2 separate regions of the Zea mays genome follow, and region 1 is linked to region 2. Evidence: chromatin contacts called from public Hi-C data. All regions are on one chromosome and are shown on one strand. The core of a region is the stretch at or near the end of the contact, and the rest is flanking DNA. Distances in the headings are between cores, read along the strand shown.

Region 1 (5,753 bases), core at 2,233-4,732, 140 kb after region 2:
AAAATCCTCATCAAGTCATCATAAAAATTTAAGTTTGTTGTCAATACATGCATTTCTTTTTAGCATACTGCCACTGCTTTCTTATTTCTACTTGATAGTTATTCATTATCTGCTAATGGAAGTTTTAATATATAAGTTCATTACAACATGCAGACAATTGCAACAGTATGCATGTTCTTGGCGGGAAAAGTTGAAGAAACACCCAGACCTCTGAAGGATGTCATACTTCTTTCATATGAGATCATCCACAAAAAGGATCCTGCTGCAGTTCAACGAATAAAACAGAAGGTGATTTGATTTAGAGCATTTAATATCTTGATATTGCTGTTCTAGGTAATCCGAAGTTCCGAACTTCATGACCTATGATGTTATTATCCTTTTCTCCTATTATTATTCTATCGATGGCTCTTCCTTTTCATTTGTCCTACAATAGTACCTTTTTTTAAAGGCAAGGCTAGGACGACTCTTTTTATGCAATTTTACGTCCTGTTTACTGTGGCACGCAAAATAACTGAGGCTGTTTGTTTTGTTTCTTCAGGAAGTATATGAACAACAAAAGGAACTTATTTTACTCGGGGAACGTGTTGTGCTTGTGACACTTGGTTTTGATTTGAATGTGAACCATCCTTACAAGCCCTTGGTTGAAGCAATAAAAATATTCAAGGTTGCTCAAAATGCACTTGCTCAAGTTGCCTGGAATTTTGTCAATGATGGGTATGCTAAAATTACTCTTCCTCATTACAAATAGTAATCCACAAACATCCCTATTTACTACGCCTTAAAAGGGGTGTACAGGCTCCGCACTTCACTTTGCCTGCAATTTAAACCGCACCATATTGCGGCTGGTGCAATCTTCCTCGCTGCGAAGTTTCTCAAAGTCAAGCTTCCATCAGATGGCGAGAAGGTCTGGTGGCAAGAGTTTGATGTAACTCCGTGGCAGCTGGAAGGTTGGTCTCTAGATGCAAAGTCACTAGTGTGCACCTTAACTGCACTACTGTAAAATTCATTTTTGTAAGTGCTAGTTTCCTACTAATTAGCTATCTAGTAACCCCATGGAAATTGGATAGCCAAAGATAACTGGCATGTCCAAAACTGATCGTGGAACTAAGATAGGTTGAATGCACATATAATTCCACGATCTATGGCTCTATACTCAAGGCAATCCTATTTGACTTTAATGCATTCTGGGGACATGCCAAATGTAGTCAGGAATAGTTGTTTGGTGATGTCATTTTAGCGCATCTGTTTAGTTAGGTCTTGCCAGTCTTGCAATTTGTTATATATCTTTTTGCCGTCATGATGTTTTTTTGGTCCTTTTCTTCACTTTTGACATATTTCTGCTTTGAAAGATCATTTTTATGAATTATACCATCAAAGCTACATGCTTATGCCTTATGTTTTTGGTTACTCCTTTCAGAGGTTAGCAACCAGATGTTGGAACTGTATGAGCAAAACCGTGTTCAACCACCACCATCACAAGGCAATGATACTGAAGGCAGTTCTGCAAGTGTTGCGAATCAACGTGTTCCTGGTAAAGTTCCAGGAGTAGCTGATGAACCTCCTGCCCATGACCATAACCAAGCACCCAGACCATCGAGCCAGCAGAACATGTTAGACCACCGTGGTTATGACCACCCTCACCCAGATAAGCAAAACTATAGGATACCTCCAAATGATGCAAGGGATGGCACTGCTAATAGCAACGAAGGTCCCAATGTGTCGTCTTCAATGATGGATGCGATGAAGAAGGTAAACAAGGATAAGGTGAAAGCGGCACTGGAGAAGCGTAGGAAATCGAAAGGTGATTTTTCAAGAAAGGTCGATGTGATGGATGACGATGACCTCATTGAGAGGGAGCTGGAACATGGCGTGGAGTTGGCTGCCGAGGATGAGAAGGTCAAGCAGGAGAGAAAGCAGAGCTGGCCTCATCTTGCACACCACCAGAGCACCAACCGTGAGAATACCGAAGAGGGTGAGCTGTCCATGGACAGTCAAGAATACCGTTCTCCGGAGCATGACAATCGGAAGAGAAAGGATGTGCGTGAGTACCGGAACTACGATCGTGACGAAAGGGACCTTAAAAGGCTAAGATCATGAGAGTTGCACTTTTGTCGGAGTCTCATGTTGTTCGTGCCATAACATGATGTGGAACCTCTATCTTTCTGTCACAGGTGTACTTGATGCTTATTTGGTATGCTGGGGGATTTGAACTGTTACATATATAAGTTTATAAGATGGTTTCCCCACGGTCATGTATGTGTTTAGCCATGTTGGCAATTGAGATGGCGCTGTGCCTTGAGTATTCCACAGGTTTATGCTGGAAACAACATTTAAGGAAGCTGCGTCCTACGGGTATCTGAAATGTATGTATTTTGATTCCAAGGTTTCCTCAACTCTAATGGTAGCCTGCGTTTTTTTATCCGTCTATCTGGGAACACGGGTACTGGGGATGAGGTCGTGCACATAATGTTGTTGATTTTGATACCATGTAATGTGCATGTTCTCTCCTTCCTAAGTTATGGTTTTTGTTTTTGGGTTTTAGATATATAGTTTTATTACAGCACTTCCAAGAGTTTCTAAAATCCACTCCTAATCTTGATTTTTGTAGCAAGACTGCAAAAAGCTGTTATTTAATAATCTCCTATCTCATCTCCTCGTCTTGTCGACTTTTCTCTGTAGTCGTTCATCTGAACCCTTCATTTGAATCCAACCGTGATTAGGGGTGGCTAACGAGCTGGCTTGGCTCGTCCGAGTTCGAGCTGGCTCGTTAAGTTAACGAGCCAGCTCGGCTTGACTTGTTAAGGTAATGAGCCACAGAGTTAGCTCGGCTCAGCTCGTTTAGCTCGCGAGCCAGAGCAGGAAAAAAAATAAAATGTACATAATAATTATTTTTTAGTTAATTTTAAACTAATTTAACAATAAAAATAGTAATTATACTCATATTTTCACAAACCACGTCAATATAACACCAAATTAGCACAATTCATCACTTATTAATTCACAATTCACATACAAGTCCATCAGTTTAACTCATAATTATATTTGCATAGACCAAATTAACATATAGATATAGTTTATTAATCATTAGTTTAATTCATATGTCATAGAAACCTCACATATATATAACATGTTCATCAATTATTCTGTAAATGATATGCATATAGTTTCGTTTTACTGGAATATGGTAGCTCGTTTAGCTCGCGAGCTGGCTCGTTAACGAACCGAGCTAGGATATCAACTCAGCTCGTAAAAAATTTCAAACGACCGATCCGATCCGAGCCGAGCTGTCCATGAACCGAGCGAGCTAGCGAGCCACAAGCATTTCGTCCAGCCCTAACCGTGATCCTACAAATGACCATTGACCACAGCCACTTCAGGCCGATCAAGTACAGCAGCCCAGCCCATTTGGCCCATCTCAACCGAAGGAGGCAAAGACGCAACGCGAGGTCTCATGGGCGACCGGGCCATTCGTCGTCTCCGTTGTCTTTGTTGCAGATCGGTGCTCCTCTCACCACCAGGCCGCCACAGCTCGCCGGCTTTCCCCTCCCTGCCATCGAGCACCACCTGGTACGCTCTCCGCTTGATCTCCCCTTCCTGCTGCGGAGCCGTGCGAGCAAACCTTAACGTAGTCCGTAGGTACGCCCTCCCCTTGTTCTTCCCTTCCTCCTGTGCGAAACCGTGCGTCCAAACCCTAACATACTATTCGTACTCGGACCTAAATCTAATGACAAGTGTATATGCATGCATTACGCCTACAGCCAACTAACTTCGATTGCTCTGCAAAAATTATGGAGTGTAGTGTACATGTGTATACCCATGTCCTTCACTGAGTCCACCCCTGCTTGACAGAGCAAACAGAGCAAGGAAATAGTTTAAGAATGGCTGCGCGGAGCAGTTCTATGGTTGCCGAGGATGACTACGAGGTACATTCCGGTTCTTTGCTCTCTTCCTGGCTGTTGCTCTGTTTCCCCACGTACCCTTGGGATTAAATTGTACTAGTGTAGACACGTGCAGAGTTGCGGCCTTGTTGAGCAACTGGAAATTGCTAGATGGTAGATGAACAAGTGGCATGTTTAACTACTATAGGGCAAGATATTTAGGTAGTAAAGTAGAATCGGAGTATCTTTTGTTGTTGGATGAGTTCACCTTTAGTCTTTACTTGTACTTGTGTAGATTTATTGATTGATGACTTCATGTGTACAAATTCCAGGGATACAATTGGTATGAGAAAGTTTAGTAGCTTTGTACTGTTTTGGGTGTGATTAGATTGAATGGAAACAAAAAATCAATTGTCAACACATTGTTGGGTGATAGTGCAACCTTTAATGCTTAGGGTATTAGAGCTGGACATATATAATTGTATTTCATAAAAAATAAGAAAATATATAGGAGTATAAATATATATCCTCTCCGTTTCAAATTGTAAGTTGTTTTATCTTTTTAGGTACATAGCTTTTACTATGTATCTAGACCTAATGTATATCTAGGTATATAGCAGAAGCTATGTATCTCAAAAAGCCAGAACATACTTACAATTTGGAATGGAGGAAATATTTGTTTTCAGTTACATTGGTTTCCGACTAGATCATGATGTTGAATCATGTTGCAGCAGAATAATGGGGTTTTGCAGAGGATGCAAATATCATCCACAGTAACATAGCATTTTTGTCACATCCATATAGTAGGTCTAAATTTACTCTTAATTGTAATTGTATGTGCTCTTATAGTGAGTGATGTGATGCAGACGGATCAGAAGAAGCAAGCTGCTGCAGATGTTCTTTTTCACTATTCACAATTTGTTATGGTTTGCATTGGTGAGGATGTTCGCCCTACTGATCTCAGGTTACATCTTATGAAGGTATATTTATCTTTATTATAATCAAAGTTGCCTCTATCTTGTGAATTAATCATATGTTTTTCTTTTGCGAAGAATTGTTTTTCTTTTTGAACACTAAGGAGAATTGTGTATCATTGAATTAAGAAGAAAAAAGGGACCCTTACAAAACATCACACCCAAAAGGAAACTACAAATCTCCTTAGCACCAGTAAAAGAAAAGGATATGACCGCAACCTAAAAAAACACTCACCTTACTGAGGGTCTATTTAGTTCAGCTGTAGATTCTTGGAAATTTGATTTTAGTTCACCTTACTGTCAATTGTAGATTTTGTAAGGACACAATAGCTTGGTAACATGGATAACATGAATCTGAAAAATCTAGGATAGAAGGTGATTCTGAATTGAACTAGAGAAATATGTAGATTTTCAGGAATCAATTCTGTTATAGTACCCGTTTGGCTGTGATCCATAAGGCTCATATAATGACAGCATACATCATTTGCTTTCTCTTTTCCGTAGGAAGTTTCAGGAATGTCCACTTCTCTGAAGGAGCCTCAACAGGCTGCTGCCTCACCGGCTTCCAGTGGGGAACCGTCTTCCTCTGGAACGATGAAAGGTGACAAGAATGAAATCTCCTAAGCTTCATAAATTATTATCCAACTCAGGACTTCTTCTGTTCCTTACGCACTGAGAAGATTGTAATGTTCAGAACTTCGGATGATGAGGCTTACTTGCAATATAGGAATGTAAATATGTTAGGAACATTGTTCATAGCTGTCTGCTGTTCTGCTGCTTTAGCTTCTTTCGTGACAGCCTGCTTCATGTATGAAACTTTGAATCCATTTTTATTCAGGGGGCAGTAACGTAAATGCTGCTGTATTTTTTTTTAAATGGCAGGTGAATATTGTATTCTGAA
Region 2 (5,816 bases), core at 889-3,388:
AAGAGTAAGAACACTAATCACACCTTAGCGCATACACATATGTGGGTTCATAAAAGCACTAATTAAAGCATAAATAATTTAAATGGGAACTATTTTGTAGGCTCACAGAAACACATGAAATTACTACTGTATTATAAATGAGAGGAAAGTTTTAAAGTGTCAAACAAATAATAAAATACTCACCAACAGTACTCCACATATCAAATGTTGATTCCTTTTGAAAATCCATCAAAGGAACATGTGCCAAAAGATTGTATATGTTGTGTATAAAAATACTACTCCTGTTATGTAAATAGAAGAACATCATAAGACATTAAAATTATACAGCTTTGAAGATGTTCAAAGGCATTGAATATAGCAACAGTCGCAGGGTGACAGGGGTTGTATGGGTTCCAGGATTTCAGCTGACAAGACAATGCATATCATGCTTTAAATCATCCACACCAATGACCATAACCTACGGATTAACTTCCGAGCCAAAAACTATTGATGATCAGGCCTTAAATAATCCACACCAATGACCATAACCTATGGATTGACTTTCCAGAGCCAAAAACTATAAGACCACAAGGTACAAACCTTCGCTAAATGGCTAGAGTGCACAAGCGCAAGATAAAATACAAACAACAAATCTTCGTTAGTTGCCAAAAAAACAAGAAGCTAGTGCTGGAACAATTACAACTAAACACAAGACTTTCCTATCCACATTCTTTTAGAAGGAGGCATGTGCTGCGTGCAGTTGCTGTGCATAGGTTTGTAATAGTCATTAAATTTGGTGCAGAAATGCAATTTTCTATGGTCTCATGGTGAGTCCAAAGTATGAGCTTCGCTTAAGTTATTTTTGGAAGCATTAAACTACAAGTCTACAACTTAAGATCTAAGACATATACCATGTAAAAGAAAGTATACCTGTTTTTTGACTCGTCACTTCCATTTTGCAAAGCATCTTTTCCAGAGCCTGGAACAAAATAATCGGGTAACAAAATAGTAGAGATGTCAAACTATACAAGTGTTTTTATGACCAAACAAAAAAAACAAAGATTGAAGAGTACCAGTGGTTTTACTGCCCAGACTGTTGGCAATCTTGTCTAAGCTAGTGTAAGTGAAGTAACTGCAGAGGCAATGGTAGGGTGAAAATAAACACATATTGAAAAAAAATGCCAGTAATACAATAAAAATTTAAGCACGCCGTACCGAATATCAGTGTATTTGAAGTACTTTGATACAAGCAACTCTAACAACATATCGACGGGATCAGCAGCATGAACCTGTAGAAAGAATGGGAACAGATAAGAGCAAACCTTTAAGAGTAATAAAAGTAATAAACAAGCGATACTTAGTCACTATTATTGACTTGGCAGCAGAGTAGAACCAGACAAAGCTTATACCAAATAAGAGTAAGAAACAAGCTCTACTCTGACACAAGGCAAACCTCCGGGAAACTACACATTTCTAAGGCATAATTGAAGAGAAACTCACGACAGCGTAGAGAAACTTGTGGTAAATTGCCGAATGGAACTTCCCATCCTTCCCCAGCTTCACGAAATCCATGAGAGCATCCAGTGCTACATCCTACGGAGCACAAAAGGTAAGCGAGTAAGCGGAAAGTCAAATTGTTTGTTCAACTATTTCCTCGACACAAGCAGATGAGAAACTAATAACAACTCGAAGCTAACCCTGATTGCGTCGTCGCTGTGTGGAGACACGCTGAGCTCCACCAGCGCGGCGACGAGCTCGTCGAACCGCTGCCGCAGCCAGGCTCCAAACACGAGCTCGGGGTCACTGCCCGCATCCCCCGCGTTGGCTGCCGCGGAGGCGGAGGGGATGGAGGGGATGAGTGGTACGAAGAAGGACTGGAGCGAAATGAGCGCCTCGAGAGCGAGGTCGAGCGGCGCGGTGGGAGAGAGGAGAGCGAGGAGGGCGGGGGCGTGGTTGAGGTGGGAGCGAGAGGAAAGGAGCTCGGTTCCCAGCTTCTTCACCTCATCTAGGGCTAGCGTCCCGCCTCTGGAACGCCGCTTCTTCGAGGCAGAGGCGGTCGCCGTCGGCAACGGCGATGTCGCCATGGCGGGAGGTTGGTAAGCAACGGCGGCGGCGAGGCAGGGGCAGGAGTCGACTTCTGGGGTTTATGGACGTAGGTGCGGTTTGTCAGTCCGGCCCGTATAGATAAATCTACGCGCGCGTCCAGTATGAATGAGATGGCCCAATGGAGGCCCGTTAACGATAGCTGACGCACATGTTTTTTTCCCGTCTATATCTTTATACTACTACTAGGTGAGTGCCCGTGCGTTGCAACGGAAACATATAATATCACAATAACTTATGTATAAATATGTGTTATACTGTTATGAGAAAATGTTTCGTAATTCATTTGTGACCTAACCATATATAAATTTTGCCGGTCAGCATAGTGGACGTTTCTGTTCATGACATTGTGACACTCGAGACAAATACCGAGCAACAAGCAAGAGGTGTATGTACTCCTCTAAACAGTCATGACAATAGGGAACTATCCATCTGTGATAATTTTAGTCAGGTCATTTTCAAGAATGCTGAGAAAATATCTGTCGGCCAAATTTCATGAATAGGAAACTTTGTACGAACATGTGTAGTAGCAGTAGATCAACCATCTTAAAAAGATATCTAAAATAAAAGCTTCCTTTTTCGTACTCATTTCAACATATTAGTAGTCCATTCGGCTGCGGTTACGTTTGTGTTTTTTAACTGGAAACAAAATTGCATGATTTATCGAGATAATAAGAGTTTTATGCCTCTACTTAAAAGAGAATGTTCCCTTCTTCCTAGGTTTTCTCTTTCTTCGTCTTCGAACGAAGTCCTTCTTCTTGCTAATGCTGCCAAGTGCCTTCAAGATGTTGATTATGCTAACTATCATCGGTCATGCAAAAATCATAGAATTGATTAGTTCCTTTTGCACATGTGCTAAGGTCACCAAATTTTTAAACAAGAGTGAAAGCAAACATCAATTTGGTAGTAGCCAGATTTTCACATAAGTACAATCAAGGCTTAAATGTAAACTCATAAATGTCCCTTATTCATGTGTCTTTACAATTAGGCCAATAAGGTGGCAACTTGTAGTATAATTCCAAAACCTCTCCAACCCACAAAAAGATTTAAGCTTGAGGGTATGCAATTTGCAGAGGTATTTTAAGTTTTTGTTCCAGGAATAAACTGACAACGCACTCCTTTCCAAGCTAATGTATTCCTTTTTTTAAGAGTGAGCGTTCTGATTATTACTGCAACACAAGTTTCCAAATATTCCAAAGACTCAACTGAATCGTAAAGTAAGGGATCAAATTTGTATCCCCTGTAAGTTTCTTAGGATAAAAAAAATGTATCATTTCACATAGTTGAAATCCATTTCATGCCTCCTCCTAGAATCAAATTACTCGCTGCTCACAACTGGCAGGCCCATGTTTATTCCCATAACTTTAACTGCCAATTCAGAAAAAATGGCCGGATGAAGCTTGAACAGAAAGCAACAATTCTTTTGCAATAAACAAAATAAAAGCACCAAGACATTAATGGGATACAAAGTGACGTTGGGACAAATTCAATTCATCATTCGTGTTACTGCACATTTAATAATCCACATCTTTATCATCACTGTCAAAATCTCTGCAGTCTCCATATTCTTTCAAAGCATGTTGCTAACCGCGGCATGTTTGCAAAGACATCCCAAATAATAATGGAACCATGAATAATTTCTAGACAATGTTAACTAACATGTCATTGAAATAGACGCAATGCCCCTATTCATTACATGATTTCAAGAATTATAGAACAATTAACTAGGTCACAAAAAAGCATATAGATTAAAATATGCAAGAAAAAAGATGTTTTAAGAAAATGAGAAAGCAAATAGTCTCGACCCCTTTGTTTTGTTTGTTAAAAGAAACGCATAGGCTAAGCAGCGTACCTGTTCGTGCCTGAGGAGTATTGACTTCCAATTTTAAACTGGATTCCGCACCATCGATGGATTCCATTAGTTCAAGGATGAACTCGATACAAGGAAACAGGCATGCCTTCAGGGTTGAGGGGACTCGCAGAGAAGCACAATCTGGCAAATGGAATGTCGATGGTGCTTTTCTTGAGTTCTCTTCGGCAGTAAAGAAGCTCCAGTTGGGGATGACAATGTCGAGCCTTGCAGGAGCTGATCCATTTGGTCTGAGAGAGCTTCGATGGATCCAAGAAGACGATTACCTCGACCACCCTCTGACCCTCGTCCCCGTCGTTCCCCAGATCTCCTCTCGCATCTCGCATCTCGGCGTGCCACCACCCTCACTGCAGCCCACTCCACTCCACCGCTACACTGAAATCAACCACCACGCCACAGCACCACCCAAACCCAAACCCATCCCTAAATCCCGAGCCCCAAAACCCCTGTACGCTCCCGCCGCGCCGCAATGGCACACCACCACCACGCCACGGCTTCGGTTCGGACGACGGAGGAACGGGCGGCGAGGATGTCGCGTAGTGCTCGGTGTCGACGGCAGCGCAAGCGTCGGGCCCACAAGCATGTGGTCTTCGTGTACCTCCCTTCCTCTCCAAGCTTCGATTCTAGACAAAGTCGTTGAGGCTCTTCCCTCGGCGCTGGTGCTGGTGGGTTGCAAGTGGCGGTGCGTGGGTGACCGGGTGGTGGTGGTGTTGTTGGGATGCCCGCCGCGGCGGTGATCGTAGCCCGCCTCTGTGTGCCGCTGCCAAAAGTCACCCGCCACTCGAGCAGGCGCCACCCCGACTGCCGCCGCCGCTGAGGAGACGAGTGGCCACAACCACACGCTTGGCGCACGCCATGGATGCCTTGTCCCGCCCTGCTGTCGTCATCGACAACGGCACCAGGTATGCCCCTCCCTCCCTAGATCTGCGCGTGGAGGCGTGACTGCGGTGTCTGTTCGAGCGTGGGCTAGGGGCGGGTATCGCGCGACGGGGTCGATGCGCTGGTTCCATGCGCGGTGGAGGCGTGCATCGTGGGCGAGATCCGCGAGCGGGTTCCATGCGCGGGCATGGGGAGGTGGCGCGTGGGCGGGGGGCAGGTGGGGCTAGGAGCCTGGGAGGCTGCTTGCATGCGCGGGCGTGGGCAGGCGAAGGGGGCGGGGGCATGGTGAAGCCGTGGTGGACGTCCTCGTTAGGTTCATATAGGATAGTAGAGATTAAAGCTGTAAGGGGTAGGCTGCCTCCCTGGTTCTGCCTTCGATGAATCTGCACCGTCCGCTCGCTTCCGTTAATCTACACCGTCGGTCCGCGTACCCCTCCCCCACCCCACGTGAGCCGCCGCCGCCACGCCTCCCCCAAATCAAATCCCCAAACCCCGGGCCACCGCTCCACTCCTCCTTGTCGCCGTGCGGTTGAGCGCCGACGACGCTCGGGCTCCGGCGGTTCCTGCAGGAGCAGCCGGCGTTCCGCCCCGCCGTGCCGCCCGACCTCTTCATGCCCCTGGCCGACCGGATCCGGGACCTCGGGGTCGGCGTCGTGTTCCCGTGGATCAACCTCGACGGCCTCGTGCCGCCCGCGCCGGCGCCGGCACTGGCCAAGCGGGAGCCGGACGCGGTGCTGCCCGCGGCGAGCCTCACGGTGGAGGAGGCGCGCAAGGTGCTGCGAGCCACGCAGATGGAGGCGGCGCGCCCGCGGATTCGGGAGTCCGGCGCCGGCGCCGTGCCATACGCCGACTTCCTGCGCCTCTGCTGCGACGCCGCCGCAACGAGCTCGACCCACCGCCGAGGTCGCTCAGGGACCCGCCCTACACGCTGGGGCCCAAGATCTCCGACTGGGACGAGCAGCGCGCCGCCTGGCATCGCCGCCAC

Evidence for each region. A called contact is a pair of places that touch in the nucleus more often than the background predicts.
Region 1: a Hi-C map of ear shows a contact between it and region 2, with 2.8 times the contacts expected there. The contact joins the promoter of LOC100275350 here to the promoter of LOC100281607 in region 2. A contact is called at or near these places in 6 of 25 Hi-C or Micro-C datasets (bundle sheath, ear, endosperm and 2 more).

Annotation. Positions count from the first base shown.
Region 1 is chr10:137,772,265-137,778,017 of Zm-B73-REFERENCE-NAM-5.0, forward strand. LOC100275350 reads left to right here and starts at 3,483. Exons shown (of 5, transcript NM_001151968.2): 1 at 3,483-3,567; 2 at 3,850-3,923; 3 at 4,745-4,858; 4 at 5,357-5,453. The coding sequence starts at 3,879. LOC100384646 reads left to right here. Exons shown (of 7, transcript NM_001177136.1): 4 at 154-288; 5 at 539-714; 6 at 796-947; 7 at 1,418-2,245. The coding sequence ends at 2,097.
Region 2 is chr10:137,628,648-137,634,463 of Zm-B73-REFERENCE-NAM-5.0, forward strand. It overlaps LOC100281607, which reads right to left and starts at 2,139. Exons shown (of 15, transcript NM_001154526.3): 1 at 1,677-2,139; 2 at 1,480-1,572; 3 at 1,195-1,268; 4 at 1,053-1,111; 5 at 910-958; 6 at 184-281. The coding sequence starts at 2,063. It overlaps LOC103642867 (calcium uniporter protein 3, mitochondrial-like), which reads left to right and starts at 5,114. Exons shown (of 3, transcript XM_008666037.1): 1 at 5,114-5,180; 2 at 5,366-5,709; 3 at 5,793-5,816. The coding sequence starts at 5,114.